3 separate regions of the Mus musculus genome follow, and all the other regions are linked to region 3. Evidence: chromatin contacts called from public Hi-C and HiChIP or PLAC-seq data. All regions are on one chromosome and are shown on one strand. Each heading gives the region's core, a stretch centred on a gene start, on an enhancer-like site or on the middle of the called end of the contact. The rest is flanking DNA. Distances are from core to core; before and after follow the strand shown. Region 1 overlaps Hhat (hedgehog acyltransferase). Region 2 overlaps Hhat (hedgehog acyltransferase). Region 3 holds the start of Kcnh1 (potassium voltage-gated channel, subfamily H (eag-related), member 1).

Region 1 (3,970 bases), core at 1,448-3,947, 490 kb after region 3:
TCTGCACACAGACATCCCAGGACCCAAACTGAACAAGAAAGTAGGGTAATTAGCAGCTCAAGATTTGTAAACAGGAGGAATCTTGCTCACATAATGTTTGAGCATGTCCACAGAAACAGAAGCCAGTATATGGGATCCCTGGCCAAGAGGGGACACTTTGAACACTAAAACTTTAGAGGAGTAATGAATTATAAACCACTAGAAGACAGGAAGAGGGGCATCCAGATAATGAAGCACATGGATTGTGGGGGACCTTGTTTACTACAGAACACAAAGTGCTAGCTGGCAAGGGCCAAAACTGGATATCAACATTTTGCAAATCAATAAAAACCATCTCAGTCATACAAGTTATTAACACTGAAGACAAATCTAGGGGGAATTTTAACAAAGACCAGGATTATCTATGTGGCCTCCCAAGTGTCTCCTGTAGCTTGCTCTTTAGTTGTAAGGGGGAAAAAAGGAAAGAAAGAAAATGATTTTGAGAAAGTGAGTAAATCAGACAGTACTTCTGAATAATGAAAATTAATACGACCAGTAAGAACAGTGCGATATAAGATGCCTCCAGTCTGATACCCTAAAAAGGATGCATTTCTCTCATGTGTGATAACTTCTGAATTGAAACAGTTCCATCCCAGATGAGGGATCCTTAAGACTCAGAAAGGCCACAACTTACAAGTCTCAGAGAGTTCCTAAAATTTACCAGATGTACAGGCCCCTCCATCCTCAGTTATATAAACAGTAAGGACTACTGGGAAGAGAAGAGACTCTTAACTTGTCATGCTGCCTGTGGATTATGTACAGAGCTTCAGGGATGCAGCTTTCATGAATCATCACCCATGGTGAGGTGGGCTTTTCAGTAATGCAACTACATTAAGAATCCATGCCCCTATAAGTAGCCCCTCTGTTCATATCTCCCCAGGAAATGTCATACAACTTCTTATATTATCACTGTTCAAATACACAACATAAACACATGTCCTTGCTGGAGTTATAGGCATTTGTGAGTCACTTAGTATGGATATTGCAATACATGCCCTAGTCCTCTAATAGAGAGATAAGTACTCTTAACTGCTAAGCCACCTCTCCAGGCCTAAGACTCAACATTGTTGAGGGAATGGATAAAGAGACCCTAAAATGCCAATCCAATCAGTCTAGTACACTTCCACTCCCCTCCCAGAGAAATGAGCTCTAGGGGACTAACTTAGTGTTCCTTGATGACAAATCTACAGGTGGAAAAGCTCATGTTCTTTAGAGCTCACCCACTTCTACCTGCACCTTCCATACATGGTCTTGCAAAAATAAAGCCAGTCATCTCCTCAAAGATGAGCCCACTAATCAGCCACAGCTCTAAATTATCACTAGGATATGCTTCTCAACCAAGTGTATGTGTACATATGTGTGTATTTGTGTATACATATGAGCAATTGTGCATGCACATGTATGTCTGAGTGTGCACATATATGACTGTAAGTGTGTATATGTGGATGTGTGTATATGTGCACATGTGTGTACATGTGCACGTGAGTGTACATGTGTGCCTGTGTGTATACATGTGCGCCTGTGTGTGTACATATGTGCACCTGTGTGTGTGTGTGTGTGTGTGTGTGTGTGTAGAAAGGTTGGTTAACTCTTGCACCATGAATCCCAGAAATCTGAACACAGCTTTTGCACCGTGGCAAAGTATTTATTGTAAATGACAGAAATATTTCTATTCTCCACCTTCATTGTTAAATCTTATTGCCTTTTCCAGTGGGATTTTCAAAATTATATGTTAGAAGATGTATAGTACATATGATTAAAAAACAAACAAACCACTTCCTTGACTGAGATGGCCACAGCTGATCTTCACATGAGGCCTTACTTAGTTCATTTAGAAAATAAAATACATCGACTAACACCATTTCTTCTACTTTGTGTTATAAACATTATTGATCTGGAGCATAGTCACTAAACACAACTTGATATTTCACGCTGCCTTTCCTTACCCTACAGACAGACACACAGCAGAAGTTGGAAAGAGCCACTAAGCTGAAGCAGACCTCCAGCAGCCTTGGAAGAAAAAGCTTTCCAGAGTTTCCCTTCACAGAGGGAGACAATCCCAGCCTGAGCTCACACAGTGTAGATGCAAGTTCTTTGAACACATACATTTTCGACGACCATCCTACACAAGCTAGTTAGAACTTCAATAACTTCAATGACTGTGCAGAGGTTGGAATGTTGCAAGTCCAAGGCCCAGTTAAAAATTTGCTATCTTGGGCTGTTGAATAGTCATTGTTCTCCTCTACCTGTGACTTAATGGCCTTGTGACTATCACGCCAGCTTCCACCAACCCAAAAGCTAAGCGTGTCCTCAGAAAGCAACAAGAACTACAGCAGACTGTCCCCAGTTTGCTATAACCCACCACCTGACCCATGTATTTGAGAACTATTGATTCATAATGTTCTTTGTTCTATTTCTATGTTAATGTTGTAAGATTGCTACCTCCTTGGAACATGGCCTTCGAGAAAAGCTGGATCTGTGTTCCCAGGCTGTGGTTATTTGTATTTGGTTCTAGAATAAACCATCCTGTGAGGTGAGAGCTGCATTTTCACAGACACTGGCCATAAAACTCCTAAATAAACTCAGCACATTGCTCAATGCATACAGCTGGTACCCTGCTTGCCAGCTTGTCTTGCCAGTCACTATCAGGGCTTGAGTCATTACATTACACTTGCTTGCCTACTATCTACACAGCCCCAACACCTTCCTAACAGTAGAAATAAAGGCCTGTGGACTTTGCACCAAAATAACTGTAGACAGATTCACAGTAACAAAAAAGCCTCTGAACCAGAAGGTGGCTATTGTTACACAGTCGCTACCTTTACTGTTAGTAAGCCCACCAGAGCATCCAGGGCACAGTGAGGTGGATACAAAAGCCAATGGCCCAAGCATCTGCAATCACAAAAGAGGTTGTTGTATTTATGCAGTGTGGGAGCCTTGGAAAATAACCTCTGGCTTTGAATCAGCCAGAAGCCAGGATCTGCCTGATTGGGTGAGGAAGGGAGAAGGGGCCTCACAGAAGCCACTGCTGTGAGCACATTACACCCTTTAAGCAGTGAGAAATTCATCTAATAAATGGATTGAAGCCTGAAATCTAATTAAATCTAAAAGAGGTATCAGCCTGAAATGCTAATAAGTTCACACGGTAAAGGCGGAGCTCTGTTGCACCTGCCTTTAATAACACGCTGCCTTGAAGTGTTTTCTGTAGTCACTCAGGCAACTCCGGGATGTGACCTGAATCATTTCCAAACTCGATTTCAGATGTAAACACCTTTATTCAGGAGATCTGTCTCACCTTTTTCTTACCACACAAAGCGAGTAAAAGGATTCGAAGTCTTAAGAACTGGACCATGATTGTAAGAAAAAGGAAAATTCTGTAAGGAAACCCAATTGCCTTTTACCCAGGAAAACCACCTAGCTGCTGGCACCCTAGGTTTAGAATCATGCCAATGTTCCTGCCTCATTAACGTCGTCAGGGCTTTCTAGAAATGAATTTTTCAACTAGTCCACCCTAAGCTGGAGCCCATCTTCAGCCCTTTTAAACACATACTTGTTTAATTTGGGTTGTGGGCAGAGTTGAGAGGAAAATTTGTGGAAGCCAGTACTGTCCTTCCGTGGTGTGAGTACTGGAAATCAGACTCAGGCCATCAGTGAGTGACTGTCCGCTGAGCCAAGCAACTGACATCTTGGGGCCATAGCTGAGTCTGCCTTGGAAATGGTCACCGCAGCTGTTTTACATATCTTCCCCCATTGCTTCCCCTGTCACCTGCAAGCCCCACCTCTGCCCAGAGTATCCAGCTGCACCCTACTAACTGGCAACTCTACATGTGGCCTGGGGAGGGGGTAGAGGGAGGGGGCTCCATCTCAGTGGTTACAGGGACACTCTGATCCTCGCTGAGTAGGGTTTTCCAGACACAGTCATTAGTGGGGG
Region 2 (4,500 bases), core at 1,717-4,216, 410 kb after region 3:
GCGGCAGAGAGGCAGGAGGATTGCTGTGAGTTTGAGTAAAACCTTTTCTCAAAACAGCAAACTTAGTCAAGTTGCATCTTATCTATACGCTGGTAGCTCTGAGGACTGAAGTGCTATGCTCAGCACGGGTCTGTGCTTAAAGCTTAGAGAAACACTCAGCTTGGCCTTCAGAGTCCAAGACCCAGAGCTCATCCCTCCAGAGCTCTGCCTTCTTGGGGCAGAAAATGTCAAAAGGCTGCAAAGGCTAGCCCAGGGCAGCAGCAGAGTGCAGGACAAGGAGAGCGTGCTCAGGAGCCAGAGGCAAGGCCCCCAGTGGGACCATCTGCCTGTCTCAGGATCCCCAGGCCCGTTAGAAGCATGCTTCACTGCAGAGCCTCAGCCAGTGTGGACAGAGGGTACAGCCACCTTCTTCTATGTGAGTGTCTGTAGAGATCAGATGAGTTCTTAAAAGGATTCGGGAGGCATATGTTCCCTGCTTAGTTGTGGCAAGGACACTTAGAGATCTGGGCTGGGCTGCAAATGAGAGGACCGTAAGGCCAGGCAGATCTCAGGGATGTGTTCATATTGCATTGATGAGTAATGCCCCCTCCTACCTCACCCCTGCCCTGGTAACTCCCATTCTTCTCTCTGCTCTATATACTTCACTATGATGGCTCCCTTCCATAAATGGACCATGCAAGAGATACTGGACCTGTTGGCTTCTCTCAGCAGAACACTCTCCAGGTTCCTTCAGCAAGGTTGCTCGAACAAGGAGGATCTGATAACAGATGAACGCCTGTACACTTGCCAATGGGCCAGCATCACAGACAATAGCTTGCTACTTATCATGGATAGGATCTAAAATGTCCTGTCCCCAGCAGGTGTTCTGGGAGTGGATCTAAAATGTCCTGTCCCCAGCAGGTGTCCTGGCCAACTGTGGCGCCTTCAGGAGGTGAGGCCTATTTGTCCAGAAGCAGCCTACCTGAGGCAGGGCCTGTGTTGTTAGCTTCCTATCCATACCTTGCAGACAAAGCCAACAGGCTCCTGCCACTGCTGACAGAGTCCCTGTCTCCATCGCCCTTGTTTTCTCCCTCCCCCACCCAATACAACATCCTCAGAGACTGAGACAAAACAAACATCCTCAGCTGCTTCTGCCTTGTGTTTTGTCCGGGGGATGAAAAATTAATTGATAGACTATTTTTATAAACAAAAATGAAGAAAGCCAAAGGCAGATGAGAAAAACTTCACAGGTGATGGATATGTCTACTCCTCTGACTCTGGTTTCCACTTCTTAAGTGAATGCATCTGTTCGAAGGCATCAAATGTTAATAGGAAGAGATGCAAATTGTCAGTTACACCCCACAAAGCTGTCACGTAAATGGCATCATCACAGAGACAAGCACTCCTGTATCTTTTGTAGCACATGAACTCCATCCTGCTGACTTCAGGATCTCTAACGATCTCTCTTGACTCAGCACCAACAGCAGATCCACTCAGCACCAGCAGCAGATCCAGGGCTAAATCTGAAGAGGAGGGTGCTGTGGATCCAACCCATTGCTGCTGCTGCTTAATCCAGATGTTACCCAGGTGTCCTCCACACATGTGGAGTTGAGGGTGTGTTGATGGATGAGGATAAAGACAACTCTACCATAGACTAAACCATCTATCTCCCATACTCTGCAACGAAGGCACTATGGCCCTTCCTTCCACTCAGGATACAAAAGTCACCTGACAATGTCCCTTGAAATGAGTGGCTACTGTGTGGGTGGGGACTACATATGTATGTCTTTGTGTGTGTATATGTATATTTGAAGTTTTATATATAAAAAAGTATATGTGTATACACACACACACACACACACACACACACACACACACACATTCTTATAATATACTTGCCTACTACTCACTGAATAGCCTACAATGGTTTTGAATTCAAAGGCAGTCCTCCTGCCTCAGTTTCTGGAGTGCTGTGGAATTACAGGCATGCATTACCATGCCTGGTTTTCATTCCTCCATGTTGAAGCAATCTGACAACGGTCTGGAGGGGCCACTGTCCCAGTGACAGACAAGCCTTTGAAGTAACCCTGAACAAACAGCCTGGAAGACGCCATCTTCTGGACTTTCCACTCTGCGGACAGAGGCACGGGCAGCCTTGGGGCAAGGGTCACCTGAAGGCAGACTGTGGCTTCTCCCCATGGGTTTCTAACCCCTCTTCCAGGCCTGCCTTTGTCTTGGGCTATAAATAAACACATGAAGCAGATTCCTTGGAGTTTCACTCGAAGGGGCAGAAAGAGAGAGTATAGACTCTTTAGTGCTGTCGAGCATCGCCTAATCGCTAATAAAAAGATCCTTGAAGACTCAGTTTAATAACCACTGAGATTTCCTGGCTGCCTGCCTGTCTTCCTACCTTCCTCCTAAGAGGATACTAAAAGCACTTACATGCCTCTCCAGGCCACATGAAATGGGGCAGAGCACAGCAAGCCGGATGCAAAAGGGGTGAATCTGGGGGATGATGTGACACACACACACACACTCCTCCTTCCCCTGCAAACTGAAAGGGACAAGGGGACATCCTCCCCTTTCCAGAAACACTCTCCACCCTCTGGTCTATCAGCACCTCTTAGACATAAAGACCAGCATTGCCATTGGGAGCAGGCACAGCTCCTCTGATGGACACACAGCTCCTCTCCTGAGCAACTGCACTATCTGTTCCTCCTGGGATGCCTGCCTCTCACCCACATCCTACCCACTGTTGGCCCTCATTTTCACACTCATTTGTCATGGCTTCTTGGGAAATGTGTGCTATAAAAGGACCGTGTGCAACGTGAAGGTCACTGTACTGGTGCTGTGCCTTGGGCCCTCTAGAAAAAAGTGTTCTGAAGACAAGTGCAGTGGAGAAATGCCAGGAGGCCTACAGAGGTATTTCACTCTCCATCTGCATTTGCGGTGCAATGACACAGGCAGCCATGCTGGACGGGGCCTCCCGGAGGCAAGAGGAGAGGCTCTGCTGAGAGCAGACCTCAGGTTCCCATGGCAACATAGAACCACATGTGAAAAGTCTAGTTAGTGGTCACACAGAAAAGAAAATTAACAGCTGGATATACAATTACAAGGCAAAAGAAACTGGCTGCCCAAAAAGCTCTTCTCCCCAGGAAGAATGCATCTGTCACAGCCTCCAAGTGTTTACCTTAGAGACATATTATCTACGTCAGACCCCCATTGCCTTATGACCAAAATGGAGACCCATCAGCCTGGCTCTACCGAAGTCAGCCTTGAACTGGCTCCTGCCTGGACTACCTTTTGAATCACCTAGATAGACTCCACCCTTTTAGTGACTTCATCCTGGATCTAGGCCCTGTAGTCCTTCCAAAGCCTACCTCAGCCATGTTTCCTTCTACTAGGGTCCAATACTCACTTCAAGGAATATTTTTCTCATCTAACCTTACTCTTTGATGTGATTATGTACACACCTTGGTTGTTGAGACAGTGTCTCTAATTAACATGAAGCTTGCCAAGTAGCTGGGCTGGCTGGTTAGAGAACCCCAAGAAGCCACCTATCTCCACAGCCCCAGAACTGGGATTAGAAGCATAGTCCATACCCAGCTTTACCCACCTGGGCTGAAGGAACTGGACACAGGTCCTCCTGCTTGTAAGGCAAGCTCTTCACCAACTGAGCTATCACCCCCAGCCCTCTCTCACCCTTTGATTTCTTATCTCTTGGAATCACATGTTCATTGCAGCCTAACACATTTCTTTATACTTCCTGTGCCAGGCTCCTGTACTGTAGACCACTGTTTAGGTGGAGGACAAGCAACATCTGTCACGCCACACAGGAGAAAATCAAAGCTCTTCTAACATCAGGGACCCCGAGAGAGAGACTACAGCCTTCATCTTCTCCTGTTCTTCCCGCCCTCCTCCTCACCCACTGGATGTAAACACTGCCTACAGTGACTGCAGCAAGCTGACTTGATAAATGCCCACCACCCTCACACACTACCGCAGGCTTACCCCCATTCCGCCCCACCCTCACCCTCACTGTGCTCTCAGAAATCCAGTTAAACCACTCACAGAGGTTCCTCAAACAAACAAGAAAGCTGACAGGGCCTGGACGGTAAGACATTTATCTGCTGACATTTTTCCCAGGGGAGCTGCCAGAAGTACCAAAAACTGGGAGGTTTATCCAAAAAGTGAAACAACAAATTTTAAGATTAAAGCACACCTTTAATCTTAGTACTAAGGCAGCCAATGCAGGCAGATCTCTATCAATTCTAGACACATACACACACACACACACACACACACACACACACACACACACACAAACACCAATCTACATACTTAGTTCCAGGATAGCCAGGGCTACACAGTGAGACTCAAAACAAACAAGGAAAAATTAAAAGTTAAGTTGGGAATGGTAATTTGTGACCTTGACTCTTAGAGGCTTTTCAGGGGGCCACCAACATCAGGTGCATGTGAGGGTGTTTTCACGGGCCTGCAGGAGGATGACTCTTTTGCCCA
Region 3 (4,167 bases), core at 1,332-3,831:
TCAATATCGAATGAGTTATTAGTCACAGTGAGGTGTCATGGCCACAGCTGCACATCCTTCCCCTGTCATTAGGTTCAGGCTGGAGTCCCAGTGAGGCAGCTCTGCCCCAGCACTGACTCAGGGTGAGCCGAGCGAGTATCACAGGGTTTCCTGTGAGTATAACTACTGGATCCTCTGCTTATAAGCTCAATAGAGACGTGGTGTGTGTGTGTGTGTGTCTGTTTCCATCTCTGTCTGTCTCTGTCTGTGTGTATTTGTGTCTGTGCTTCAAAACAAGGTTTCTTGTGTGTCCAGGCTGGCTTCAGACATGCCATGTGTTCTATGAATGATGGGGCAGGAGCAGCCTCCTCCTGTAAGTCTCAGGAAAGAATTGGACTGTTCCTTCAGTCAGAGGAGCCAAGGACCAGCCAGATACAGGGTACCGTTGGGTGTGCTTTCAAAGACCCAAAGAACTCTCTCAATGTGATTAAAGATTGTTGATGTTTTAGTGTAGTTTTTGTGTGCCATGGGAATCACTCTCTGAAAAGGTGTATACACACATCTGCTTTGAGACCCACAGAAATGGCATACTTCATATGGGAAGCTTACTCCTGAGCTCCTTTTAACAGGTAGCCCACCAAGGCTCTCACCTCAAACGAATGACACCTGTTCCTTTTTATCTAAGCCACAGAGTAGGAGGGAAATTTTATGGTCTCTCTCTGTCAGATGCCTCTCCCCACCCCACAACCCCCATTGTTTTCACTTCCACAAACAGGTGCATGATCTTGATTGAAGGGTCTCTCTCTCTCTCTCTCTCTCTCTCTCTCTCTCTCTCTCTCTCTCTCTCTCTCACACACACACACACACACACACACACACACACAATCATGTAAAGCTACCCCTTGAGCACTTTCCATCATGCATGGCACAGCTGTAAGATCTTGCCTTATTCAAAGGAACCTACTCAAATGAAGTGGGTAGCCATCAAAATCAAGTTCTCTTTGAGTAGTTTACCTCATTTGTAATAGAACAAAGAACCACTAGACGGAGCCAGTGTTTAAGAAATCACAGCTCTAACCTGCAGGGAGCCGTTATCCAGTGGGAGAGATGCAGCTTTACCTTCAAGTCATAGCACACACCAGTCCTGCCGAGCCATCTTCTGCTGGCAGGAGCGTTGCTTGAGTTATATCCACACAGATAGATGAAAGGTGACATTTATAATGGCCCAATTAATTTAGTCACTCTGAAAATGACATTTGATTTGGCACTTATTTTTTTTTTTTTCAGACAGATTTTGTGAGTTTGAGTGTTTTGCCTGCATGTTTGTACGTGTACTATGCACATGCTTGGTGCCTGAAGAAGTCAGACTAGGGCATCAAATGGTCTGGAACTGAAATTTCAGATGGCTTTGGCCTACTGTGAACTAAACGCAGGTCTCCTGCAAGAGTGCTCTCAGGTGCTGAGCCATCTTTGCAGACCTCCCGCACAGAACTTTAAAGTCAGGATCCCCCCCCCCCCCCCCCCGTCTATTCTCCGCAGTGCTCGACCACTCAGAGAATGCCTGGAAGGAATTGGCTCTGCTTCTGAGATTAAAAAATTGAGACAGTGTGTCTTTGCGAACCATTAAGGTGTTTCCGGAGGTGAGCCCCGGCGTCACGGGCTTCAGCGGCGGGTTTATCTTTGCATTTTATTTTGAATCTTTGTCCAGTTGGAAACTAACCAGTCAAGTAGCAATGCATCCTTCTGTGGGCATTGTCTCAGTCCCCCGCCACACGCACAGCACAACGACAGGTACACATTATGTGCAGTTGGAACACCCCCTCTTCCTTCAGTGAACAAGAGGTCCAAGTCATTTCTACCTGCTGTGAAGCCGCACCTGCTTCACCTGTGCCTTGTGGATGCTTCTCCAAGCCACAGCTATGGCTGTTTAATTAAAATCTGATGTACTTTTACTTTGGGAAGCTTTCAGAAGTAGCCCTCCTCTTTGATGCTGGACAGCCAGTTCCCGTTTTTTGTTTTTTTTTTTGTTTTTTTCACCTTACACACAAATCTTAAGAGATTGTACTGTAGCTGGAAACCCCGATGTGCCAACTCATGTTTTGTTGTTTTTCTTTTTTGGTAAAATGATTGCTCTGTAAGAGAAGACGCCAAACAGGTGAAAGCCATTTATCAACTGAGGAGGCTGCAGGCACATTGATGGTAAAGACAAACCAAAACGGCTCCTGGGAGCTGAATCTGGCAGTCACTCTGTAAGTTGTTGCCCTTAGACACTTGGTTGGTTAATTCTGGGGAAGCTGGATAGACATGCAGCTCATGCTGTTTGCAGAGCCTGAAGGTTCTGACTCCGATCTGACACCGCGTAAAGAAAGAGTCTTCTTGTGACCTTTTCGGGTGTGTGTGTGTATGTGACTTTACCAATAAAGCTGCTCACCGTGCTCTGCACACCCCAGGCACACTCTGGATAACACTTCCCGCTGCACCCAGAGGGTGCCGCTCCGGTTCCAGCCTCACCCCGTGGCTCTTGGTTACGGCTGTGTCCCCGAGGGATGCGCGCACGGTAGGGGGCGCCCTGGACCGGCTGGCTCCCTCCGCCCACGGGAGGCGGCCGCGGCGCACCGAGCCCGGGGCACTCGAGCGCACACCCGGGCGGGCCGCAGCGGGGAGGTGCGGAGCGCAGCGAGGGCGGCAGCGGGAGCCAGCCGCCGCCCCTGCGCTCCGGGGCTGCGGAGCGCATGGGGCGCGTGGAGCCAGGAACGCTTGCGGGCTGCGCACCCGGCCGCCTGCTGCGGTGAGACACGGCGCCGGACGCCCCCAGAGTCCGGCAGTCGGGAGGATGACCATGGCTGGCGGCCGGCGGGGACTAGTGGCCCCGCAGAACACGTTTCTGGAGAACATCGTGCGGCGGTCCAACGGTAAGAACTGCCTTTGGATTTCTGTCGCCCAGGTGGGTTTTGATTTTTTTTTTTTTTTTTTTTTTTTCTGAGTGCGGTGATTGCAGACGCCTCCCGCCTGGTGCCAACAGATGCGGGGGCATCCCGGAGCTCCGCTCACCAGCTTCTCTTGCCTGCGGGCCTGGGAGGTGGGCAGGGCTGGAGGGGGTCTAGTGTGCCCCATCTCTGGAGGAGAGATCTCTAGCCTACGCCTTTGGGGCCTTTTCCCGCGCCCTCCCGCTGTCCTCTCCAGGAAAGCCTGGCATTTGGTGAGAAAAGTCATGCGAAAAGTGGCTGCAGGCTGGCCACCTTCAAGCACTGCGCTCCTGATGCGCACTGGCCGCCTCCCCGCGGAGGCTCCCCGGGAGTCCTGAGGAGCAGGGAGGCCAGAGGTAGCAGCAGAGCTGGGCTACTGGTCCTGGCCCTGTTCGGGTGCAGGGACGTTGCCAACTCCACCTTCCATCCCTTAAGCAGGAAAGTCTGACCAGAAGAAACCCTTTGGCAGGGCTGTCTTATGCACCCTCGCCAACCAGCTAGAGCAAATGGCTCACGAAGGTCCGATGGTTTTTCTGGACTCAGCCGGGGAAACAGAGGGAACTAAGTGGTCCCGGGTACAAATTTGGCATCTATTGTCTCTTTTAAACCCTCCCAATCTTGTCCTCCATCACAAGCCGATTCATTACCCAAGAAACCTGTGCACAAGCACGAGGTTTTTGTAGCTGGGAGGAGAGAGTCCTACTATGACTGATGGAAGGGGAATAATTTTCGACACCTTTTTACTCAGAGATTGCAGTTTCCTATGGTTTATTAGCATGAAGCCCAGAAGGCGAAAAGTCCTCAGAGTAGCGATCCAAAGGGAGCTATCCAAACCTTTCCGACCCACAGCTTGCACATACAGTCCTGGAGATGGGGAGTTGCTGCATACACCTGTTCACCAGGCTACCCAATTCTGAGATCCCCCTAGCAGACTTCTGGGCCCCTCTCCTTCCAGAAGCAGGCGACTCTCTCCGTTGGAGAGGCTGTGGGGACCTAACTCAAGAGCTGGGTTTTGCCAGTGTAAACATGGCGTGCAGCCTTGGAACTTGGGTTGATAGTGATGAGCTTCCAGCTGAATTCAGTTAGGGATTCAATGGAAGGGCGTGAAAACTGACCCCTGCCTCTTATACAGTGTCTTTAATTAAAAAGGGACTTAAGTTTACAAGACAAAGCCCGTGGGCTACCATAGCAAATCTTACCTACTATTTAAGAGCTTTCTTAG

Evidence for each region. Hi-C and Micro-C count contacts between places; a contact is called where the count stands out from the background. HiChIP or PLAC-seq counts read pairs in DNA pulled down with a chosen protein or histone mark.
Region 1: a contact with region 3 is called in an H3K4me3 HiChIP or PLAC-seq map of embryonic forebrain, with 7 times the contacts expected there. The contact joins the enhancer-like site here to the promoter of Kcnh1 in region 3. A contact is called at or near these places in 12 of 39 promoter capture datasets (the 3T3-L1 cell line, the C10 cell line, the SN4741 cell line and 8 more), 2 of 484 Hi-C or Micro-C datasets (bone marrow-derived macrophages and tail fibroblasts), 10 of 115 datasets of contacts at active chromatin or transcription factors (SST interneurons, VIP interneurons, embryonic basal ganglia and 6 more) and 2 of 9 other capture datasets (adipose tissue and liver).
Region 2: a contact with region 3 is called in a Hi-C map of proximal limb bud, with 3 times the contacts expected there. The contact joins the enhancer-like site here to the promoter of Kcnh1 in region 3. A contact is called at or near these places in 27 of 39 promoter capture datasets (the 3T3-L1 cell line, the C10 cell line, the HPC-7 cell line and 14 more), 8 of 15 datasets of contacts at CTCF or cohesin (CD8 T cells, the NIH/3T3 cell line, embryonic stem cells and 3 more), 228 of 484 Hi-C or Micro-C datasets (the AML12 cell line, the AtT-20 cell line, B cells and 111 more), 30 of 115 datasets of contacts at active chromatin or transcription factors (PVALB interneurons, SST interneurons, Th17 cells and 19 more) and 3 of 9 other capture datasets (adipose tissue, liver and pancreatic islet).

Annotation. Positions count from the first base shown.
Region 1 is chr1:192,679,699-192,683,668 of GRCm38.p6, forward strand. The region is part of intron 8 of Hhat (hedgehog acyltransferase); the gene reads right to left. Among named protein-coding and RNA genes, the nearest start is that of Gm22265, 64 kb to the right of the region's middle. Within about 2 kb of position 2,698, at least 8 of the 459 cell types and tissues checked have an H3K27ac peak or open chromatin away from gene starts, as enhancers often do. A contact at or near this core is called in embryonic forebrain, where this site is marked.
Region 2 is chr1:192,601,640-192,606,139 of GRCm38.p6, forward strand. The region is part of intron 9 of Hhat (hedgehog acyltransferase); the gene reads right to left. Among named protein-coding and RNA genes, the nearest start is that of Gm31011, 88 kb to the left of the region's middle. Within about 2 kb of position 2,967, at least 7 of the 459 cell types and tissues checked have an H3K27ac peak or open chromatin away from gene starts, as enhancers often do. A contact at or near this core is called in extraembryonic ectoderm and proximal limb bud, where this site is marked.
Region 3 is chr1:192,188,196-192,192,362 of GRCm38.p6, forward strand. It overlaps Kcnh1 (potassium voltage-gated channel, subfamily H (eag-related), member 1), which reads left to right and starts at 2,582. Exons shown (of 11, transcript NM_001038607.2): 1 at 2,582-2,891. The coding sequence starts at 2,813.